Regions from separate parts of the Rattus norvegicus genome. Here region 2 is linked to region 1. Evidence: chromatin contacts called from public Hi-C data. All regions are on one chromosome and are shown on one strand. The core of a region is the stretch at or near the end of the contact, and the rest is flanking DNA. Distances in the headings are between cores, read along the strand shown.

Region 1 (5,957 bases), core at 2,749-5,248:
AAATAGAGGGGGAGAAAACTTCATTATGCATCTTTATCAAACTGTTAATTGAATATGATCACTTTTCTCATGGCTCTGACTCAGAAGCTGAAAAAAGTAACTTAAAGCAAAGGTTTCTTTGCTCTGAGGCTGAAGACACAGTACACAGTAGCTCAGAATGTATGGCAGCATGAACCAGTGTACTTACAGCCAGGAAGCAGAGATGGATTTTGGTGTTCATCCTAATAGTTAGTGTAAGTGCATATGTATGTGTGTTGAAGGCCAGAGGAGGGCATCTCATACAGCTCCTGGAACTGGAGTCACAAGCTTTTGTGCTGCACCTACCTTATTATATGGGTGTTAGGATCCAAACTCCAATCTTCACAACTGTACAGCTTCTCTTAAATCACTGAGCCATCTTTAGTCTTTTTTTTTTAAATACAGTCTAGGACCCTGGCTCTGAAATGATACTGAGCACATCTAGGGTAGATCTTGCCTCCTACTTAGTCCATCCACAAACTTACAGATGTGTCTAGAGATTCTGTTACTGTTTTACAATCAGTATAAGCCATTGTGACTTCTAATTATAGACATTTGCATTTTAAAAATACTATTCTGTTATTTTTTTCTTTTTTTTTCTTTTTTTTTTTTTTTTTTTTTTTGTCTGATTTTGTTTGTGCAGCACTTGGAATTGAACCTGGGGCCCTGTCCATTCTTGGCAGTGCTATACACTAACCCACACCCCAGCTCTTTTGTTGCCTGCCCTCCCTCCCTCTCAGATGATAAAATTGTGAGCCCAGGACCTCTATTCTCTGACACTGTCTACATATCCCTGGCCCTATATCTTTTTACCCCCCTTGCAAAAGACATCCAGGGTATAATGTTTAATGTCTGAGTATAAAACTTATTTTTTGTTTGTGTTTGCCTTATATTTTCTTCTCTTTATCTTAAGCCTCCCCCCCCCTTCAGTTTATTTTCATTCTTAGCTACAATAAATATTCAGGAATATCTTTGATGTATAAGAACCTATAACCTTAGCAATTGTGTGCTTCTGTCTAACATGTTTTAACATAACTACAGGTACAAATTATTTCACTTGATTTTTGTTAAGCATCATATGAGGAAGAAAAGAACAAAAGCTACATGCTTCAAACAAAGGAAAAGGTCTGAGGTGCTAGGTTACAAATTTTTGAAAAGGTTGGAAGAACAGACAGGAGGAAAAAAAGAAACGTTTTTAGAGGCAGGGATTGAAGAATGTCTCTGACTGTAGGAATGAGTCCTGTTTTAGAGGCAGGGGTTGAAGAATGTCTCTGACTGTAGGAATGAGTCCTGTTTGGAACCTGCCATCTTCTATCCAGCTGCAGGAATGGCAGAATGGCAGCACCACAGTGCCACCTCCCCATGGGTGTGTCTCCATAAGCAGATCTACAGCTGTCTTAGAATGTTAGTGACTGCTCAGCAGTTTGAACTTACTTTGTGTAAGGTCTTGCATCTACACTAGATTAGGAACGATTTTCTGTAGTTTGTGAGAAGTATTGTGAAAGTCTTGATAGTACTTAACTACATGTTAAAGGGTAGTTTAGGCCAGTCTTTTCCTATCTTTCTTTCTCTTGTTGAATACAGAACAAAGTTTGAATTCATCTAAAGTTGTACTAGCAAGACTTATTAATAGTGTTGTTTATTGGCAAGAAAGTTCAGGAATTGGAGTCCCTTTCTTTTTCTTCTGTTCTTCTCTTCCTGTCTTACCTCTTTCTTTTACTATCCTCTCCTTGATTTGAGATGTGATCTCATTAGTCTCAAACTCTCGAGCTCTTAGGTTCAAGTAGGTATCATAAGAAGTGTATGGGTGTTTTGTTTTTTGTTTTGTTTTGTTTGTTTTCATGAGAAAGTACCTCTCTGTGTACATGTGGCTCCTGGAACTCACTATATAGATCAGCCTGCCCTCATTTTTTTCTTGTGTGAGCACGAATGGGGTACATGTGTGTTACAGTATACATGTAAAGGTCAGGAGACTTAGTTCTCTCCATCTGCCATCACAGTCCGAGATGAAACTGAGGTTGTCAAATTTATGTAGCAAGCTCCTTTACCTGCCGCATAATCTTTCTGGACCAATAAAATATGATTCTCGCCATAAGGTTTGAAAGTTCTGGGACTAAAGGCCAACAGTTGACTTTGGTTCCTTTTCAATAAGCATTATCTAAAATGGGCAAACTGAACAGGGAAATCCAAGAATAGGGTTTTAATCCAGTTTTGCTTTGAAATTGCAGCTCTGAGAATGCTGATGGATTGCGGATTTGTGTAGTGAGGGCTGAGCCTGCCACTAGATGTCGCTAAGGTTCTAGCACACCTTATTGCAGTAGACTGCACTCACACATACTTGCATTGGTTCTCCAGGATTACATAAGTACAATATCTTTATATCCTACTTAGTTAGGTTCTAATCTTCTTAAGGCAGGAAATCAGTTTTGAAAAACTCCTTAAAGAACTTCTGCAGCATTCAGGAGACAGAGGCAGATGGATTTCTGTGAGTTCAAGGCCAGGTTGGTCTTCATATTGAGTTCCAGGTCAGTCAAAGCTACATAGTGAAACCCTGTCTCAAAGACAAACAACAGAACCAAAAATCTCCTTGAAGAGTGGTATTGCAGTTATTTTTCGTGTAGACTTGAGCATATGACTATGATTTAGTACCAGCTGAGGTAGTGGGCTTGGGAAGGCTTAGCTTTTAACTGTGACAACGATGAGCAGCCTGTTGACATGCTCACACACTGAACAATATCCAGGATTTATACTGTACACTCAAACTTCTCGACATACCATTCTTGATAGAGTCTTACCTGTGCTGAATACACAGGTAAATTTTGTGTGGAGTCGCTCAGTGAGAGATTGGAAGATGAAGCTGCAGCTTAGAAAGGGGAAATAAGATATCTGAATCAGAAAAGGGCAGGAATATGGAAAGGGAAGGCTATCTGCCATTGGCACCATTTCCCACAAAATCCTCTAAGACATAAAGTAGGGTATAAGGGAATTGTTGAGGGTCAAGTGTTGATAATACATAAAGTGAATAGAATATATGTAAATATAACCTTGGGGAAAGTCTACAAAGAGACATGAGGTCAAAAAGTTTCTAGACAAATTATTTACTTGCTTTATAAGAACAGTTGGTTTGACATTTATAGATTTAACATTTCTGCTATCTTACTTCATAAATAACCTTAGAGACTCAAAATGTGCCAAAGTGTGATTTTGCTAGTTCAAAGAAATGAGTTCAATAGCTAAAAGTATCCTTGCTAGCTGTCCAACCTCCCATCCCAGGAGACCTATGGATTACTGGTTTATTCTTGTCATGATATGATAAATCCTTTCCTGTAAAATAGCATTTTGAAGACTATATACTCATTCAAGATAGGAGTTGGAGAAAATATTCTTAAGATAGTAAGAAGACCAGGGGTATAACAAGTAATAGAACATTTAACTAGCATACATGAGTTCCCAAGTTTAATCCTAAGTACTGGGATGGTGGGGGTGGGCATGGGGGTGCATGTAACAACAATCTTTTCAGAAAACAGGCTTCAAAACCTAAAGGTATGTATTCTTTTTTGACATGAACAGAATTTCAGCTTTTTGTTGGTAGGAAATAGGAACTTCTCAGTCGAGGCCAGCCTTGAAGTTGCTATAGTCTTCCTGCCTTGGATTCCTGGTGCTGTAAATACAGGGATGAGTTCTTACACACACAGCCAGATGTGAGGAATGATGAGAAAAATATCATTGTAGATATCAAAGTCTTCTGAAGTGATTTACTTAGGGAAAATATGCTAGTATTTGGGCTGTTGTTAATGTCTAGTAAAGAGTCTAAGGAGTTTAAAATCATATGTGATTTTTAAATAAGAAAATCAAAAAGATCTTTTAGATTTTTGATAGTATTAGGAAAATTGTCTAAATATAGACAAAGAGCTGAAGAGTCCCATAGAAGGTGACTAATTATGAATGTATTATACATGACTGGAAAGTAACTGCAAGCAAGACTGGAGAGCTGAGCTATCTTGGTATTTTTATCCTCTGTGTGGGGTGTTATACATGCATCACAGCTATAATAGAGCTATCACATGGGATGTTCGAGAAGAAAGATAGAGGCGTTTGAAAGGTTCCTGGGCTTGATTTCTTAGTCAGAGGCTGTTTTACTTGGTGTTCAACAAGGAAAGCCAGAGTCTAGATATTAAAAGGTGAATTATTTTCAAAAATTCAGTTGTAACAAATAATTTACTTGAAATTATTTCAGGAAATGGAAGATAAAGTAACTAGTCCAGAGAAAGCTGAAGAAGCAAAGTTAAAAGCAAGGTATCCTCATTTGGGACAAAAGCCTGGTGGTTCTGACTTTTTAAGGAAAAGATTGCAGAAAGGGGTAAGTTGCCGAGTGTCGTCTTCACGCTCTCCCTGGGGGCTCAGTGTCCGGACAAACTGTGAGGGAATGTCTGTCTTTATTCCTGTATTTCCAGGGACGTGTATCTCTGTCAGTACTTTACATGGTTCATGTATGAAATGAATATGTATGAAAAGAGGCAATTGTTTTAAATTAAATTATAAAGTATTTCAAGTATGTACCATAGTACGGATGATAATATCAAAGAATTCTTGCTTTGTCATCTTTATAAAAACATAAATGTAGATATAACTCAAACCTACCCACACATTTTCTGTGTGATCCCTTCCCCTCTTCTGTTCAAAAAGAACTACTGTCCAGAAACAGGTATTTACCCTGCCACCCTTAGTAAAACTTGCCTGTTTGAAAGCAAGTCTCATGAGACATTCAGAGGCTTATGATCCTTTGTATTTGGATGAAATGATCACTTGTAAAATTATTAATTTGCTTTAATCCAATTTACATGTGATTTTAGTAGTCCAGAGTACTGAAAGCATTTTTCCTAGAGTCTTGTCATCTCCCTTTATGAGGTAGAAGTCATTATTTCTTAGCATGAAAATAGTAGTGGTACTTATTTTTTTTTTAATTTTCTCTCCTGCTTGAAAAATAGAAAATTAGAGTTAAAGCATATTTGAATTCTTTCTCAATATTGGGATCAGAGAATGATGGAGTATATGTGAAAGGTAATTGCTTACTATATAAGATTCTAGATTGTTTCTTTTTAAGTAAATACCTTAAGTGTATTGGTATCTGCTATTTTTATAAAAAAAACAAGTCAGTGGGTGTGCACTGTAGTTACATATGGACTCCAAAACTGATTTTTTTTTAAAGGTATCAACAAATAATGTGGACATTAAAAAATGAAAGACTTAGGGTTGGGGATTTAGCTTGTGCCTAGCAAGCACAAGGCCCTGGGTTCGGTCCCCAGCTCTGAAAAAAAAGAAAAGAAAAGAAAAAAAAATGAAAGACTTAGTCTTTCAAATAATAATATAAAGAATATTAAATATAGAAAATGCAGAATTTCTCTACTCTAAAGCAGATTCTTGTAGGAAAGTTATTCCAAAACTTAAGGACCTTAAAAACATTAGCATAACTCTAAATAAGGAAATTTAACAGGAACTATAACTGTTAGGACAGAAAGTGTTTACATCCATAGTAGAAGTCAGTAAAATTTTAATTTCATCATACTAAATTCAAATATTTAGAATAATTCCTATTGGTAAGCATGAAATTCAGTGTAACTAATGCATTTTTTTTATTTGTGTAAAAATTAAGATCATTACTCTTAATTTTGAAAGGGTCATGGAAGAGTTTATTTAAGAGTCATAGAAGTAATTTCTTATAAATTAATGTAAGCTATAATTCAGTATGAGAGGAGGAGAAAAGCTTCAAATCTGAAACTTTTTTTCCTCTTAAAGCTTTTACTATAATTAGAAGCCACATCAATGTTCAGCATCAGAGAAATAGTTATGAGTCCACAAGTAGAATATGTGGTTCTTTAAAAACACGTTTGTAAGGATCATGTAAGCAAGAAACATCTAAGTGGGGACTCAGTTCATTG
Region 2 (6,051 bases), core at 3,470-5,969, 230 kb after region 1:
GTGTGGTGACCCCGATGAGACTTGTGTTTGTTTTTTTACAGGAGGATGACAGTCACCTGAAGGTGTTCTGTGAGCTCTTGGGCCTGGAGACTATCAAAGTGGCTCAGTGGCTATGCAACCGAAAAATAGTGACCTCCTCAGAAACTGTGGTGAAGCCCATGACCAGGCCTCAGGCCATCAATGCCAGGGACGCGCTGGCCAAAAAGATCTACGCTCACCTGTTCGACTTCATTGTAGAGCAAATCAATCAGGCATTGCACTTCTCAGGCAAGCAGCACACTTTTATTGGTGTTTTGGACATTTATGGGTAAGATTCTCTTCTGCGTGCCCGCTTCTCCTCGTTTAAATGTCAAACGCCCTGTTATTTTTAAGTTGCACCCTTCCACTTGTCTTGCATATTTTAAAGATGATTTTTCCCCCTCTGGGTTGCATGTAGAGATGTTAAATATAGCTCCTGGGTCATGGTGTCCTTTCTGTAGAGTGCATTGAATAAACGGCAAACAAGGGCTAGGGAGATTTCTTAGCGGGCAAGATGCCTGCTATACAAATGTAAGTTTGGACCCTGACACAAAGCACAAGGGAGGCAGAGGGAGGCCAGCATAGCTGACCTGATGGGCTCCAGGCTCAACTAAAGACCCTGTCTAAAAAGAGGGCAATAGTGGAAGATACCCTGCCTTCCATGTGCATACATGTATGAGCACATACATGCACCTACAACAGCACAGGTACACAATAAATGCTAAACTAACTCACTGTGCAAACCAGCAAACATCACTGTGTGACAGGGCCCCTGGTAAGAGGCTTCTTGGTCCAAGCCATCTGGAAGCCATCCACTTAGAGATGTAACCACCAAAGCTTGGAAGAATTAAGCTGTTCACAGCTGGTCCTTTGGCAGAGGGATGAGGTCCACTTCAATCCCCTACAGGGCCCTGAAGTACTGAGCCCTGTAATACCCTCCTGTCCCCCAGGAGAACTGCTGGTTATGGTTGGATGGCATCCCCCAGTCTGCCTGGCCTGCCGTCTCCCTCCCTCACACATCTGCATTCCTGTTCTTTCTTGAGAGATAAGGGCTCGGCTTGCCCCACCCCTTCTTCAACTGTCCCACCCCTACTTCAAACAGCACAAAGCTTGGGCCACTTTGGAGTTTGGTCTCATCTTTCTCTTTGCCCTGTCCTGCTTTTCTGATCCTGGATCCTGCTCCTGCTGAAGGTGCTTGCAGAAGGCAAGGTGGAACCTGGTGCTGGGCTGTCCAGTTGTCAGAACCCCCCTCGGTCTCTGTCAGAACCCCCTCGGTCTCTGTCAGAACCCCCTCGGTCTCTGTCAGAACCCCCCTCGGTCTCTGTCCCTGCCACTCTCCCAAGACCACACCTGGCCTCTTGGGCACACCACTGGGAAGATTGTCCCAGAAAAGACTCGATACTTTCCATCAGTTAGGGACTCCTCCTCACACAAAAGGGAGGCACAGCCCTTCAACTTTTCACCCAGGAGAGCCAGCTGTTCCAGGTATTGACGGGAGTTAGCAAAGGGAGGGACTGTTTCATATAGATTTTAAGTGATTACTCATGGCTCTCAAGAAAACATATCAACAGTTCTAAAATACTAATACAGGACAGGATTAGGCTAGTAAATTATTTACCTTATCTTATCCCAAGAAATAATTTGAATAACCAGTAAAAAATTGAGTAAAATTGGGAAAAAAAATAATGTAGCCTAGTTTAAAACTCTTACATTGAAGTGGGAAGTGTTTGCTGTATTTTCTTGAACTTGCCTTTATTTTTTTTAAAAGACTTGTTTATTGTGTGTATATGAGTACACTGTAGCTGTCTTCAGACACACCAGAAGAGGGCATCAGATCCCATTACAGATGGTTGTGAGCCACCATGTGGTTGCTGGGAATTGAACTCAGGACCTCTGGGAGAGCAGCCAGTGCTCTTAACCTCTGAGCCATCTCTCCAGCCAGAACTTGCCTTTAAAAATAGTGGACTTCATAGCTTAGGAATATATTTCTTCATATTTTTAATGATTTATTTTTATAAACGTGTGTTCATGTGTGTACATGTAGGTTTGTGCATGTGTGAGTGCTAGGGCTTATAGAGTCCAGAAGAGGGCGCCACATCCCTGACACTGGAGTTCAGGCACTTGTGAGCCACCCAACATTGGGTACTCGGAACTGAACTCTGTCCCTCTGCATGAACAGTAGGTGCTATTAACTGCCAAGCCATCTCCCTAGCCACTTGTTTATACTTTTATCTAACAAATAAGTACTTGCCAGGCACTGTGCGATGAAAGGTCCCTGCCTTCTGGGACTTCATTTTACTAGTGAAGAAGGCAAGGAAGGAGAAGTCAGAGTGACTACTGTGAGAAAAAAGATATGTGTGCATGTGTGCACATATGTGTGTATGTATGTGTGCATGTGTGTGTGCACACATATATGTGTATGTGTGTGTGCATGTGTATGTGTGTATGCATGTGTGTGTGTGTGTGTGTGTTTGTGTAGTATGATAGGAGAGGGAATTCAGATCCACAGAGTTCCAGACCGCTGTAGTGAAGAACTTGAATTTTGCAGCTAAGTGGCTGACTGTACAATGAAAGTGCTCACAAATTTTAAAACTTGTTAGAGTCCGTTAACATTACTAGTTGGGAGATGAAGCGCTTGTGTAGTGGATATAAAACTGGTTCATGGATTCACAGCTACCCCCTAAGTGGAAGCTCTTGTGGCCCAGGGTGAATCACTCACTCCTTAGCACGCTGGCCTGTGTGTTGATTCAGGTCCTAACACATATCGTGGCTTCGGGGAACTGAGCTCAGCTTAACCCAGATATGACAACGGCTGCCAGGAAAAGTTAGCATCCTTTAGCACAGGTGAAACTGCAGCCGGGAGCTTTGAGGTTCAACTGCAAAGGGAAGGAAACTTAATTTTGATGTCCCGGGCTGTCGTATGTTTATGCTCTTTGGAGCAGGCTTGGAAATGTCTGGGTCTGAGGCTAGCCCTCTGGGCTAGACTCTCCAGCACTGCAGTGGCATGTTTTCAGAGCACTGAGAGCCTCTCCTGCAGGATTGTCAGGACAGTCAGGTGGAAGAAGTCACCAAGCCATGAGCCTTAACGCCCTGGTCTTGGTGCAAACCATTGTCCCAGACAGCACGCCTCTGGCATCTTAAGTCGTAAGTCCCTAGGTTTTAAACTTCAGCTCACGGTACCTACAAAGGATCATCATTTGACATTGTGCCCTATTGAGGGAAACCCTGCTCCTTTTGGCCTTGGCCTGGTCCCTTCCAGGTCCAAGCTGGCTTCCATTTCTGGTGCCTTCACAATGTTACAAAAAGTGGTACAGCTGCCTCCAGTCAGCCTGGAGCTGTCCAGGGACCTACGGTGGGGCAGTGACCCCAGAGGACCAGAGCCACAAGGGACAAAGCCTTGGGCATGGAGAGGAGGGTAGAGGATGGGGATGCAAGCTAAAAGCTGACTTTTGGGTACCATTTGCTGTCCTTTGGGTCTCACCATGGCCTCTTGGACTCTGACCCTCCGTGAAGCAATGAAGTTATATTAATCCTCCACCTGAGGCAGTTAGAGCACAGAGAGGTGAGGCACACAAAGGCAGGCATCTTTTCAGGCTTCCTCCCAGCAGGATGCTCACCCCCCACTACCCTCAACCCTCCACAGGCAGAGGAGTCAGGGTAAAGTGGACACTGCGACCTCCTCTTGAGAATCAGCTAATGTGAAATCCTGGCCTGGGTTCACGAGTGGCCACAGCTGACGAGCTAAGCGAGGCTGTTCCTTCAGACAATCCTGCTTGTCGCAGGCCCCAAGGGGCTCACTGCTGTGCAGTAAGCATCCAATCCCCCATCACTGTATTCTGCCTGACTGCTCCAGGCTCTCGAGTTTACAAGTCACCCAGGTAACCCTGGAGACCGCTATTAAAGCCTGAACACAAGGCAGGGATGTGTGTGGCTTCCTGCTGGGCTAAGTTATTAAATGACCTTAGAGTTTTGTTCCAGGAACTCTGAAAGCCAGCCTGGGGAAGGCAGAATTGTCCTGTCTGCCCTCTGGATGGTCAGCGGGGAGAGGAGAGAAGTGTTCTCCCGTTGAAAGCCTAAGTGCTACTACCAATCAGATTCAGTGCTATGTCCTAAGAAATGGAACTAATCTCTCAGTCATTTTCCATTCTGTAGAGGGAGGACAGTAATGCCGACTCTGGTATTACATGGATTAATCAGTATGCCACTTGTAATGCCTGGCTTGGGGAAGAGGAATCATGTACAGTCAGATTCCTGTCCAGCCAGTGGGGAAAAGGGTAGTTTGTCAACTGGCAGCCAGCTTAGAAGGAGCCAGCAAGCAGCAGCTTTGAAGTCGTTCAGACTTGCCGAAAGCATAGCAAACCTCTTAAGCTATGGAGTCGTCACACACACACACACACACACACACACACACACACACACACACACACGCATGCAGGCACATGCACACTTTGCTATAATGAGCACCTAGGTCCTGGGCTTGCTCTCATTTTATTGTTCAACTGTGTTTCAGTTTTGAGACGTTTGATGTAAACAGCTTTGAACAGTTCTGCATCAATTACGCTAACGAAAAGCTGCAGCAGCAGTTTAACCTGGTAGGTGACTCTTTGTCTTCCTGGGGCGAATGCCCAGCCCTCTGCGTGCACGGAAAGAGACACAGTCCTTTACCAGTTCCTCATTCAGAAATCCAAGCATGCATGGGTCGAGAGATAGAAAATGCCCTGATAGTTCGAGTTATACCTTGAGTTGCTATGCCGCTTTGTGGCTGTATCTTGAAACTGCACCGCCATCTTTGGCTTCCTTTTTGGAACAACTTGGGGTGCTTTCTTTCCTCCCCATCTGTCACCCGTTTCCTTCATCCTCCAGGAGGAGCCTGAACAAGATCCTGGGGAAGCCTCCTTGAAACTCTGAATTCTAATAATACGTTTTGCCCACTGCCTGCATAGCAGACATTCTCTCTGGCTGCCCTGCCCTGGCTGGGCTGATCCAGGCTAAGGAGGCTGCTTTTGTCCCCAGAGAGCAGCAGTAGACCACAGCCACTCAGGATGGTGTCAGGGTGACAGCCAGACCCATAAGAGACCTCTTAGTGGCTCTGTTCTGGGGAGGGGTGGCCAGTGTTCCAGGGTCTTTCTGATCACACATTGGACCCTCACATCTGTACCTTCTGGGCTTGCATCAAGCCCTTCAGGTCTCTCTTTGATGTTGTTTAATTTCCACCTTATCTCCGGGATACCCCAGCACGTCTTTAAACTTGAGCAAGAGGAATACATGAAGGAGGACATCCCTTGGACTCTGATAGACTTCTATGACAATCAACCTGTGATTGACCTGATCGAAGCCAAAATGGGCATTTTGGAGTTGCTGGATGAAGAATGCTTGGTAACTGTCAGAATAACTGGCTTCTTTTTCAGTCTTTGAGTAGCTACAGATAGGCCTACCACCGAGCTTCTTCTCGGAGCTATGTATGGAAAGCCAGATGTTAAATTTGCTTGGATATTAAATCTGAGACACTAATGTGGAGCCTGAACCCTGGGAGCCTGGGATCCTCCCACCTTAGCACATTTATGTACCACCCTTGGGTATGAATGGAAAAAATGAGATGTGACACACGTCTGTGCATGGTGGAGGAGGAGGCTTATTGTGTGTGAGTGAATAACAGATACAGGGAAAAAAGGAGCCGGGCTATGGGTAAGGTAGAGGGAGAAAATTTATTATAGATATGCGGAAGAGGACAGTCAGAGGCAAGGACATCTGGGAGAGTCCAGAGTGGGCGTGACCCTGAGCTGGACCATGTGAGGAGAGGGAGGAGAGGAGAGGGAGAGGGGAGAGCAGGGAACCAGGTGCAGCAGCCAGGAGGCCAATGGTACAAAGAGCAGGGGAACCAAAATGGTTGGACTATATAGAGAAGGGCAACCTAGCCTCCTGGGCTGGAGAATTTAGGGTAGGGGGCAGGATGGCCCTGTAACAGGTAGGGACCAAGGGATGCAGAGAAAACCTAGTAGCCAGGCCCCCTCTGATATGTTAAATAGGCACCCC

The links. Hi-C and Micro-C count contacts between places; a contact is called where the count stands out from the background.
Region 2: a contact with region 1 is called in a Hi-C map of the A7r5 cell line, with 7 times the contacts expected there. The contact joins two enhancer-like sites. A contact is called at or near these places in 6 of 12 Hi-C or Micro-C datasets (the A7r5 cell line, the Rat2 cell line, Schwann cells and 3 more).

The regions. Positions count from the first base shown.
Region 1 is chr8:84,670,178-84,676,134 of GRCr8, forward strand. Arpp19 (cAMP-regulated phosphoprotein 19) reads left to right here. Exons shown (of 3, transcript NM_001395719.1): 2 at 4,256-4,378. Among named protein-coding and RNA genes, the nearest start is that of Arpp19, 13 kb to the left of the region's middle. Within about 2 kb of position 3,999, at least 10 of the 93 cell types and tissues checked have an H3K27ac peak or open chromatin away from gene starts, as enhancers often do.
Region 2 is chr8:84,897,567-84,903,617 of GRCr8, forward strand. Myo5c (myosin VC) reads left to right here. Exons shown (of 41, transcript NM_001108167.3): 10 at 42-307; 11 at 4,529-4,610; 12 at 5,254-5,394. Among named protein-coding and RNA genes, the nearest start is that of Myo5c, 31 kb to the left of the region's middle. Within about 2 kb of position 4,720, at least 20 of the 93 cell types and tissues checked have an H3K27ac peak or open chromatin away from gene starts, as enhancers often do.